Regions from separate parts of the Zea mays genome. Here region 1 is linked to region 2. Evidence: chromatin contacts called from public HiChIP or PLAC-seq data. All regions are on one chromosome and are shown on one strand. Each heading gives the region's core, a stretch centred on a gene start, on an enhancer-like site or on the middle of the called end of the contact. The rest is flanking DNA. Distances are from core to core; before and after follow the strand shown. Region 1 holds the start of LOC103650575 (histone H3.2). Region 2 holds the start of LOC100283929.

What was found. HiChIP or PLAC-seq counts read pairs in DNA pulled down with a chosen protein or histone mark.
Region 1: a contact with region 2 is called in an H3K4me3 HiChIP or PLAC-seq map of leaf, with 5 times the contacts expected there. The contact joins the promoter of LOC103650575 here to the promoter of LOC100283929 in region 2. A contact is called at or near these places in 1 of 25 Hi-C or Micro-C datasets (ear) and 1 of 3 datasets of contacts at active chromatin or transcription factors (leaf).

What each region holds. Positions count from the first base shown.
Region 1 is chr3:133,835,777-133,841,479 of Zm-B73-REFERENCE-NAM-5.0, forward strand. LOC103650575 (histone H3.2) reads right to left here and starts at 2,638. Exons shown (of 1, transcript XM_020550309.2): 1 at 1,472-2,638. The coding sequence starts at 2,515. The coding sequence ends at 1,778.
Region 2 is chr3:133,492,277-133,497,916 of Zm-B73-REFERENCE-NAM-5.0, forward strand. LOC100283929 reads right to left here and starts at 4,235. Exons shown (of 2, transcript NM_001156827.2): 1 at 3,722-4,235; 2 at 3,243-3,623. The coding sequence starts at 4,168. The coding sequence ends at 3,423.

The sequences.
Region 1 (5,703 bases), core at 1,388-3,887, 340 kb after region 2:
GAGGAGCTCACAAAGTTCAAAGTGGAGATGCAGAAGGTGTTCAAGAGATGAGTGACCTCGGCGCTTTGAAATATTATCTGGGCATCGAGGTTCAGCAGACTGCAAGTGGGATCACTGTGAGCCTAGGAGCATACGCCGACAAGATATTGGAACGTGCAGGGATGTTGAACTACCAGTGGCCAGTAGGGGCAACCATGTCTAGTTGGTTTCAGCGACAGTGACATGGCCGGTGATCCAAATGACCGGAAAAGTACCAGTGGTATGATCTTCTTTCTCTCCGAGAGCCCAGTCACATGGCAATCCTCCAAGCAAAAGGTTGTGGCACTTTCTTCTTGTGAGGCGGAATATATAGCAGCATCTACTGCAGCATGTCAAGGCGTTTGGATGGCGAGACTTATGTCAGAGCTCATGGGAAGCCAAGCTACAGCACCGGTGATAATGGTGGACAACCGGTCTGCAATCTCACTGGTGAAGAATCCAGTATTACACGACCGGAGCAAGCATATTGAGACCAAGTATCACTATATTCGACAGTGTGCAGAAAACGCTGAGGAGAACAAGGCAATTTCTGTTGAGCCGATCAGCACAGGAGAACAGCTGGGGGGTTATCTTCACCAAGGCACTAAGTCGTCACAGATTTGAGGAATTGCGGTCCAAGATTGGGATGCAAGAAATAAGAAGAGGACAGCAAGACTTAGGAGGAGATTGTTAGATAACTCTTGCTAGTCCCTGTTGTTTGAGTTTCAGTCTGAGTCAAGTTAGTCAGTTAGCTAGTGTTCAGTTAGGCGTCATTCAGTCAAGTTAGCGTTCAGTTAGCTCGTGCCGGAGGTTGTTCGAGCTGAACGAGTCACACCGAGAAGAGTGGGCGTCGTGTGGATCGTGGGGATGGACACGGCTGTGATGGTGGCTTTGATGTATCTCTGTTTTTTGTTTTCCTGGTATTAATAGAGTCCAGAAAACGCTGTTACAAGCAAGCAGCACCAAAACTCGTCTCTCTCAGTGCGCTCTCCGTTCTCTATTTCAGTGAGTTCGAGAGCCGTCGATCTCTGTGTCATCAATGGGCAGGGCGGTGGAGGTAGATGAGGCATGGCACTGATCCGAGGGCGGCGTAGGAGGGAGAGTCGGGAGAAAAACGTCAACGCCGACAGCGGACCACCTTCGCTTCCCCCGCCCCGGGGCCCACACCCGCCTCTGCGATGCCAGGCTTCGCCGCGCCACCCGCCCTTATCGCCTACACCGACGTCCCTCTCCTCGCCTCTTTCTGCTTCTGGCGACAGCAACTCCTCCGGGCCCAGCTTGTCGCCATTACTGTCTGATAAGGTACTCCGCGTGCTAAACCTTTGCCTGCAGCGTCCGGCGAGCAAATGCCTGTCTTCAAGGAGCAAGTCTTATAATTGTTACTGGTAGTAGTAATTAAGTGAACAGTATGTACCTAAAAAGTTAAAAATATGACTTGCTGAGAAACCAAGCAAAAACAAATTGAAGCAGATCGTGTAACAGATGTCGATGTCATTACAAGCAGGATTCAGAGAAAAACAAGACATGTGAAATCAATGCTAAACACCATGGGATTCCAGGACAAAGACAGAAAACATGTAGATAGAGCAGATCACATCCATTACATTTTTTTCAGAACTGCTAATCATAATCCTCCGTTAACATCAGCACATAGCAAGAAGCTACCTCTTGAAAACAACAACGCACACCTATAACACAACCATGACGTGCTAAACTAAGCACCTCCATCAGTAGCGAGCAGGCGCCGCAACCGAACCGCCTAGGCGCGCTCGCCGCGGATGCGGCGCGCGAGCTGGATGTCCTTGGGCATGATGGTGACGCGCTTGGCGTGGATGGCACAGAGGTTGGTGTCCTCGAAGAGGCCCACCAGGTAGGCCTCGGCGGCCTCCTGCAGCGCGGCGACGGCGGAGGACTGGAACCGGAGGTCCGTCTTGAAGTCCTGCGCGATCTCGCGGACCAGACGCTGGAACGGGAGCTTGCGGATCAGCAACTCCGTGCTCTTCTGGTACTTGCGGATCTCGCGCAGCGCGACGGTGCCCGGGCGGAAGCGGTGCGGCTTCTTCACGCCGCCCGTCGCCGGCGCCGACTTGCGCGCCGCCTTCGTCGCCAGCTGCTTCCGCGGCGCCTTGCCGCCCGTCGACTTGCGCGCCGTCTGCTTCGTGCGGGCCATCGGGGAAGGCTGGGGACAGGGAGGCCGAGGAGGCTTTGCTCTGTTCTGGGGTTCGGAGTTCGGACGGGGCGTGGGGCTCTGGCTTCGCGGTGGCCGGTGAGGAGTTGCGGGCAGGCGGGAAGGGGTTAAAGTAGGAGGCGGCGGGTGGATTTGGTGCTGCGCGCGCGGAGGGTTGGGAATTTGGCCGTGCGCGGGAGGAGGGAGGAGAAGGGAGGGTGGGATGCGCGCCGTTCGATTGCGTTTGAACGAAGGGTGGAGATTGGTTTTAGAGGGGTCACGCGGATACCGATCCGTGGGTGGTGAGCGCGGCCATTGGCGGAGCGCCATCTGGCAGCCACCTGAGGCCAATAGTCACACATACAGTACTGCCGCATCATAGTTTGTTTGGCGCTACGGGACATTCCTTTCCCTCCATGGAAGATGGAACGGCATTGCACTTGCGGTGCGGAAATCAACTTTTTATGGCTAGTTTGGAAGAAGGGGGTAGAGAGAAAATTAGAGGGCTAAGAGCATCTCCAAGAGACTAGCTAAATAGCTTGTCAAGGTAAATTTTTGCTACTTAACAGTAAAATAGTTCTCCAACAGACTAGCCATTTAACATGCCAAGCTATCCGGCTCTCTAAATTGATTCCTTCACTAGCCAAATTTGGCCAGCAACTCTCGCTAGCCAAGTTAATTTGTATGTTGAAGAGTCTGTTGGAATGTGATGTTATATATACAGTTTAATCTTTATGGAGAGACAAATAAAGAGTCAAATAGAGAGTAAAAAATAAAGAATCTCTTGGAGATGCTCTAACATCTTTTTTATTATCTTAATAGCAAAATATTTTGGCAGCTTAGGAAACGGAGAAATGTTGTGGTGTTCCGCGGGGAAAGATCACCACTTGCAACAACCATGCTGTTGTGCCGCTCTGAAGCTGAATTATGGAGATCCAGGCTACGACATGAGGACTACCAGATCGTGGCTGCCTGGTGTCGTGCTTTGTATGTAACATAGCGTAACCACATCGATGTAACCTAACCCCCCCTATGTACTAACAAAGGCGTTTTGGCCACAAAAAGTAATGCAATTCAGGTGGGGATCCTATCCCCCGGTGACATTCAAAAAAAATAGCAAAATATTTTGGTCCTTTCAATTCTCTCCATTTCTCGTCTCCCAAACTAGCCCTCCCCATACGAGACGGTGCTTTCTTGTTACATGTCTATTCCAACGCCGCCGCAGGAAAGAATAAAATTGAAACGGGGACGAACTTTTGTTTTGCGAGAGAAAACTAAAGTCATATGTTATGTAACCACTGACATGATTGATAATTTTCATGCAACTTCATGAAAGGTATGAAAGTTGTGTTTTTTAAGCACCCTATGAGGAGTTTCAAAAATTTTATGAAATTGGTCTTTAGTTTCAATTTTTTAAAAACTAGAGCGGCTAGACCTGTTTGGATGAAAGAAGTTGGAACGTACCTGGATCATATATTTCTCATCTCGTGACTCTACGCGCACAGAGCAAAGAGAGGGCAGGTGCCTCCGAAGCCCTTGCCGTTCGAGACCTTGCACGGGGGATTGAGATCTGGATCACCAGAGCGCATGGGAGGGTATGACCAGTTTATTTTCCTTACTGTTTTACGTTCTGCAGATTATATATGTTTCATATATTCATCTGTTCTATTTTATATGTAGCTGTTGGGACCATGCTTCGTCGCCGAAGGTCCTGTGGAAAGAAACAGTTTCGGCTGAAGCTGCTCGTACGTGATGCCGAATGTACCATTCATGAAGCTTCGGTATTACAGCATATCTGAAGATGAAGGGTCGAACCGACTTAAAGATAGAATGACCTTTTAGTCCATAAGGGTCTGAGCCATTGTTGTAAATTTTTATGAGGGGCATGATTGTAATTCCTCACAGGCTGTGTCCTGTGCCTATAAATAGTGAACAGTATTCCTTTACTGTTCACGGATTCCTGTAATTGCAAACGCATCACTCGGGAATTATTATTTGTCAAGGCAAAGGTATAAATGTACCTAAACATTATGTTTTAACATTTTAGATTCATATAATAAGATATACGAATGATGTCATTTATTTCTGATATATTTATCTTTAATGTTTCACATTTTATATTACTTTGTAAGTTTAATTACGAAGGTGAAACCTTCGTAATATTCTGCTCGTGGCCTTCGTCCGAAGTTCATTAAATCCTTGGGGAGATAATGCTTCAGCCGACGAAGGGCATTAATATTTAACATTTTATGTTGTCTTGTTCTTAATTCTTAGCATTTGAGAACAAGTCCCCAACATTGGCGCCCACCTCCGGTGAACTCACTTCCACTTTCTTGAGACAATGGCTTCGTTCAAGAACCAAGCTGGAACTGCTTCGGCTCCGAAGCTGATTCTCCCGATAACAGGCGGTTCATACTCAGAGCCAGCTAACAAGAAACAGAAGAAGGAGGCACAGAGAAGAGTACAACATGTAGGGGTACAAGGACCCTTCATCAAGTCAAGATGGTCTCACATTCCAATTACCTTCTCTCAAGAGGATCTTCAGCTCAAGGATTACCCACACAACGATGCTATGGTTATCTCTTGTGTGATCAAAGGATTTCTGGTCCATAATGTTTTGGTTGATACAGGCAGTGCAGCTGATATCATATTTGCTAAGGCCTTCAGACAGATGCAAGAGCCTGAAGACAAGATCCATGATGCCACACATCCCCTTTGTGGCTTCGGAGGAAGGCAGATTATAGCACTTGGAAAAATCACAATGCCAGTAACCTTCGGATTTATTAACAACACAAGGACTGAACAAGTTGTGTTCGACATTGTTGACATGGAATACCCTTACAATGCAATCATTGGTCGTGGTACTCTCAATGCCTTCGAAGCAATTCTTCATCCAGCATATCTTTGCATTAAGATACCTTCGGACCAAGGACCTATTGCCATTCATGGAAGTCAGGAAGCTGCCATAAGGGCCGAAGGAAACTGGACAGACTCAAAGGCAATCCATAACATAGATGGAGCTGAAGCTTGTGAGCAGTACAAGTTTACAAGGGAGAAAGCTGCTTCGGCCGATCAGCCGAAACCCATGCTTTTATGTGAGGACATAGCAGAGCAGAAGGTGCTATTGGGATCCCAACTGTCTGAAGAACAGGAGAAAACCTTGATAAGGTTTCTGTTCAACAACAAAAATGTTTTTGCATGGTCAGCCAATGATCTTTGTGGAGTCAACAGGGATGTTATTGAACATTCGCTCAATGTTGACCCATCCTTTAGACCCAGAAGCAGAGGCTTCGGAAGATGTCCGATGACAAGGCCAAAGGTGCTCGGAATGAAGTAAAAAGGCTCCTTAGTGCCGGAGTTATCAGAGAGGTAAAATACCCAGAATGGCTGGCTAACACTGTTATGGTAAAAAAGGCCAATGGTAAATGGAGAATGTGTATTGAGTTTACTGATCTCAACAAGGCATGTCCGAAGGATGAGTTTCCATTGCCAAGGATAGATTCTCTAGTCGATGCAGC
Region 2 (5,640 bases), core at 2,985-5,484:
CCCATGGCTATCTATGGAGTCACCTATCCGAGGTTCTTGGCCCTCACGTGGGTTTCCCTTGGAGTAGGAGCACCAACGAAGATTAGTTAGAACCTTGCGTAGTTCTAGATATCTCAGAAAAATACCGGCATGTCAACAAGAGTTTGCATCTCTAGCTCTTTTTAAGCATTCACATTTATTGTTTACTTATGTTATTGATTACCATTCTTAGCTTAACATATAGGCTAGTTGGTAGGATTGAACTTATGTTGCAAAACTTCTTTTTGTGGTAAAGATAGCAACACTTAGACAAAACCTTAGTTTGGTTACCCGCATAGGTTTTGTTTAAGAGATTAATTATCATCCTAGTTTAGAGCGCGAGAAATAGAAGTCCTAATTCAGACCCACTCATAGGTTGTTAGGCATCCACATTTCTTTCAATTGGTATCGAGCCCGGTTTGGCTCTTTAGGGACCTCTTTGGCTTAACTGCTATCGAGCCATTGCTAGACTAAGAGGACAGGATAGATACCCATAGGCCACTTCACTTTGACAACATTAATTTCTCCTATTATATTGCTAGAATAGCTTGCTACATAGAAGTTGTTGATCTAGGTGTTTGGAGAGAGTCACTCGCGATGGGATGAAACCACCTCGTAATCCCGAGAAGCTCACTGTGAGTGAAGAAAAAGAAATTCATTTGAATACTAGAGCTAAAAACTTCTTGTATGAATCTCTTAGCATAGAAATTTTCAATTAAGTATTTACTTTGAAAACTACTAATGAGATATGGCTTAAATTGAGCGAAAGGGCCTCTAGCGTAATGGTTAATTCTTCCGAGTAGCACCTCTTGGTCCCAAGGTTGATCCCCCTTGGGGAAAATTCGAGCTTGGTTAAAACAATCCCCTCGTTGTGCCCCCGCCCGCTCCCGGGTTACGTCCTATGCGCCACCCTCCGGTTGGGCCATTGCAGAGTGGGCGGTGATGGTCTGCTAGTGATGGGGGGCCAAGCTTCGCGGATTTATGTTTTGGTCTCTTCTTAATATAATACCGGGACGGCGGGTTTTCCCTCCTCGGACGAGTTTTTTGATATGGCTTAAATTGCATGAGCTCCATGACAACACTTCAAATGTCCGTGAGACAAAACATCGCCTAGTTTTGAATGAGCATAATTCTATATTGAAATAAAATGAGCTTTTTAGAGATATGTATTCCCATTTGATCTTATTGTTAATGATTTCAACTCTATTGGAATTAACAAGTTAGGTGAATCAGACATTGTGAGGAATATCATCTCCCTACTACCACAACAAAAATATGGGAGCATCATCATCATCCTTCACAATATGGAGGACTTGAGCCAAATGACCTCGACGTTATTGATCGACAAGATTGTGGCATTTGAAATGTAACGAAAGATGGGTCAAGAAGAGCCTACTTCATCAAGGTTAAATGATTTTGCATGTGATGAGCATAAAAAGATGAAAGGCAAGAAGAAGGTGGAAAGCCCAAGTTCCTCAAGTGAAGAGGAAAAATCCAAAGAAGAAAATGGTGATGAAAAAGATGATCCACCCTCTACATCATCCTTCGAGGATGAAGAAATAGCCTGACGTGTCGGAAAGGTAATGAACTCTATAACATTAGTAGTTCAAACTATGCACGCCAATAATAGTCTACAACAATATACTCCACTAAGAAAATCACATATTCTTCCACTAAGTTATATAGCTACCAACAAACATCATGAATTAACAATATTAAAATATTTATAATCACATTATGTAATTCCTATCGACCAAAAAAATCGTTGAAAATAAACAACATTCTCTATTTAACTACCCTAATCACATCGTATTAGTTATATTCATTTGCATATATAGGGGACAAAGCGAGCACCTGAATGATGTAGTGAGTTGGATGGCGAGGGCGACATCGTTGTGAAAGACGGGAGCGCGGCAGGGGCATCACGAAAGGCAACACACCCAACGACAGAGCGTGGATGGCGCGACAGCGGTCCAGAGCAGTGGTGGCGCTGCGGTGGCGCCTCGAGGTGGGGCGGCATGGCAACGGTGTCTCCTCAGAGTGGAGGCCACGTGGCATCGGTGACCTAGGGCGGAGGAGAATGGTGACGACATCCTTGTGAGACGAGCATGTGGCGGCGTGTCCCGCTGACAGAGTTGGCACGGGCGTCGGTGGGCCGGGTGGAGGATGCAAGGCAATGGTGGGGCCAAAGAAGTAGAGTGCGACACCGGTTGATTGGAGAGCGCGATGACAGTGTGCTGGAGCAGTAAGGCGAGGCGGCGACAACGGCGAGTGAGAGAAAGAGTGAAGGCCGCGAGTGAGAGAAAGGGCGCTATCGCGACTGGGAGTAACCTTATCAGGGGCGAAGCCAGACAACAAAGTTATTGGGGTCAGCTTCACTAATTATTATCTAAATACACTAAGGTAACAATACATTTGTATAGGATTTACCAAAAATTGTAGGAGTCAGCTGACCCCAACGATTACACGTAGCTCCGCCCCTAAACCTTATAATCAATTAACTCCCGTCGGCCAACCTAGCGGTCGATGGGAGTTAACTAATCCGCGTCAGCCACCCCGAAAACCCGTGCCGTTCACGTGTCCCATCGGACTCCGTATGCAATTAGCCAAAATTTGCTCTGATCCGTTCATTGCACCACCGCACCATCACCATCTCACTGTGCACCTTTTCTCGTCTGCCGCAGCAGCCGCTTCCCATCATCGACTCGTCACCTTTAACGGCTGTATAGTAAACCTTGAAAGGCTAAAATAAATCTTGAATGACTAAATATTTATTTCTGATGCACATTGAAGTAAATCTTTAATGACTGATGAAGTAAATTTGAATGGGTTAAGTAAACTTTTGAATGGCTGAGTATTTGTTCATGTTGTACATTAAAGTAAACCTTGTATGGTCGAAGTAAACATTGAATGACTGAAGTAAAAATCTTCATTATTAAAGCAAAACATTAAATTGAATATTTTTGTTGGTGCGCGTGCGCCCTGCGCCTGCCGGCGCGCGGCGGGCGGCGGATCACGTACTCCCGTTAATAGCAGGCAGACCTGATCGGCTGGAGCCGTTTACTGGCGTGCTTAATTTTCTGATGCGCGCGGTTGGTATCTCGTTGGCTCGTCCAGGTGATGATGGACCATACGTTCCTGTCATCCTGTGTGATGATTAGCGTTTAGGTCTGGACTGGGGCTTCCGTTTGATTGTAGTCGATCGTGTGTGACATGTTCGTTGGTAGGCAGAAATTTATCCAGGAGCATTAATTATTTATTTATTGCGTGCACCACAATTTATTCAGGAGTAGCGTACGTACACCTGCTAGAAACATACATGTAAATACTGGAGTAGTACTTCGCGTGTACAACTTTTATTTAGGAGGTAACACGATCGCAAACTCGATCGATCGATTGATTGATTATTCGCGCTCTTCCGGCAGCGGCTGGAACTGGTGTTGTAGGACTGCGATGCAGAAGGCTGTAGTGTAGCCACCGATGCTGACAGTTGACGCACAGTTCTCGTCCTTGGCACGGGTCACTCTCCTTGAATGTCCTAGACTCGTTTTGACACTACTCCACCGAGTCTTGAAGTAGTTTTCACTGCCAATTTCAGTGTAAGCCTGCAAGCATGCCAAATGTGTGTGAGACGACGATGGCGAGACAATCAAGTGTATACTACTAGTATTACAATATCAAAACACAGGTGAGACGTACGTACTCGTGTCGGTATGTTGTCCCACGGGATGTACCAGGCGACGACGAAGTCCCGAGTCCGGCCATCGACGTCCCTGCCGCGGAACACCCTGGCGGCCTGGCTGCCCTGCGCCAGCGAGCCGGGCTTGACGTGGAGGAAGGCGATCCACTGCCCGTTGTGGAAGGTGTCCGGGATCGGCGAGCTGTAGACGGAGCCCATCCAGTCTTTCCCGTCGTCCACCAGGCTCAGGCTGGCCCCGGTGGCGTTGTAGACGAGGACCATGGTGCTCACGCCGTTGCCGAACTTCTTCTTCAGCTCCCACGCTGAGTCCTCGGCCTTGAGGTTCTTGTCTTCCGCGTGGATCAGCCTCATCGCCTCCCGTGCGCAGTCCACCTGCGTGATCTCACGTCCCTGGTACTTGGACATGTACTTGAGGGTTTCTGGCGTGATCACCGCCCCGAAAGGACTCATGGCGGATACACTGTACGTTGCTAGAAGCTCAGCTCCGTCCTATACCAGATAGGAGCCTCGATCTCTTGCTTCGGTCGCTTGCTCCATTTGTATATATATAGCTAGATCACTAGATATGTCCCGCGCGCAGCCTGCTCACTCATTGATTTGCGTCATTAATTATATTACCATTTTTTTTGTGATTTCTTGGTTGTTACCATCCTCCTAATCCAATTCGATGCTTCAATTTTTGTAGTGTAAAATATAGAGTCCATTACCGCCTCTACACTACAGTAAACGAAGTAACTTCCGACGGCCAAAGCCGTCCGACATAAGCCTTAAGCCCTCGGACTTAAGCTATGTCCGACGGTATCTGCTTATATCCGACGGTTTCTAGCCGCCGGACGTAACGCATCGGAAATAGTGTTATGTCCGACGGCCGCCGTCGGACATAACGTATCTCCGACGGCCGCATCCGACCGTCAGAGGTAAGGGTGCGCAACTGTTTTAACTGTCGACTGTGGGCCTACATCCTTTCCATTGACAGTTCAGTTAAGTGAACCGCCAGTGTATATGATATTTCCACTGACGGTTTACTTAATACAGTCGCCAGTGTAAATATATCCTTTCCACTGACGGTTCGGTTATGTGAACCGCCAGTGTAACACTACCGGAATCGACGACTATGCCGAGTGCCTGAAGCACTTGGCAAAGCCTTAAAAACACTCGACAACGACTTTGCCGAGTGTCACACTCGACAAAGAGGGCTCGGCACACAGTGCATCGGCAAAGCCTTCTTTGCCGAGTACGTTTTCTCGGGCACTCGGCAAAGATGTTTGCCGAGTGCCAGGGCAGTCGTTACGGCGCCGGGTGACGGAGACAACGTCTTTGTCGAGTGTCTCAGGTGACACTCGGCAAAAGAGTTACCTGTGCCGAGTGTCTGCCTGACAGCACTCGACAAAAAATCCGCCAGAGTGGTCCCCCATGTCAGGTACTTCGCCGAGTGCTTGGTATGGCACTCGGCAATGTGTGCTTCTTTGCCGAGTGCCAAAGCCATTACACTCGGCAAAGAACCTATACCGGTGCCCAGGTCTTGGTTCTTTGTCGAGTGCTATGATCCACACACTCGGCAAAGCACCTCTTTGCCGAGTGTTACACTCGGCAAAGTGACCAGTACACACATTTTTTATTTGTTTTCCCTATTCCATCCAAAGAAACAAAAGATATTTCACAGATATCACATATATACATCACAGATCATCACAGACATATATAGCCAACACAAATAGTATTAACACAAATTCCGACATAAGTATTCAACATAAGTTGAGAGGTTCTCAACACAAACAGTATTAACAGAAGTTCAGAAGTATCAACACAAGTTCACAAGCTCTGACAAGTATTCAACATAAGTTTTGTGTTCGAAACACTAAAAACATAACTCTCATGGAGGTGGGCGATTGGACTGGTGCTGCGTTGGGCTGTACCCTTCA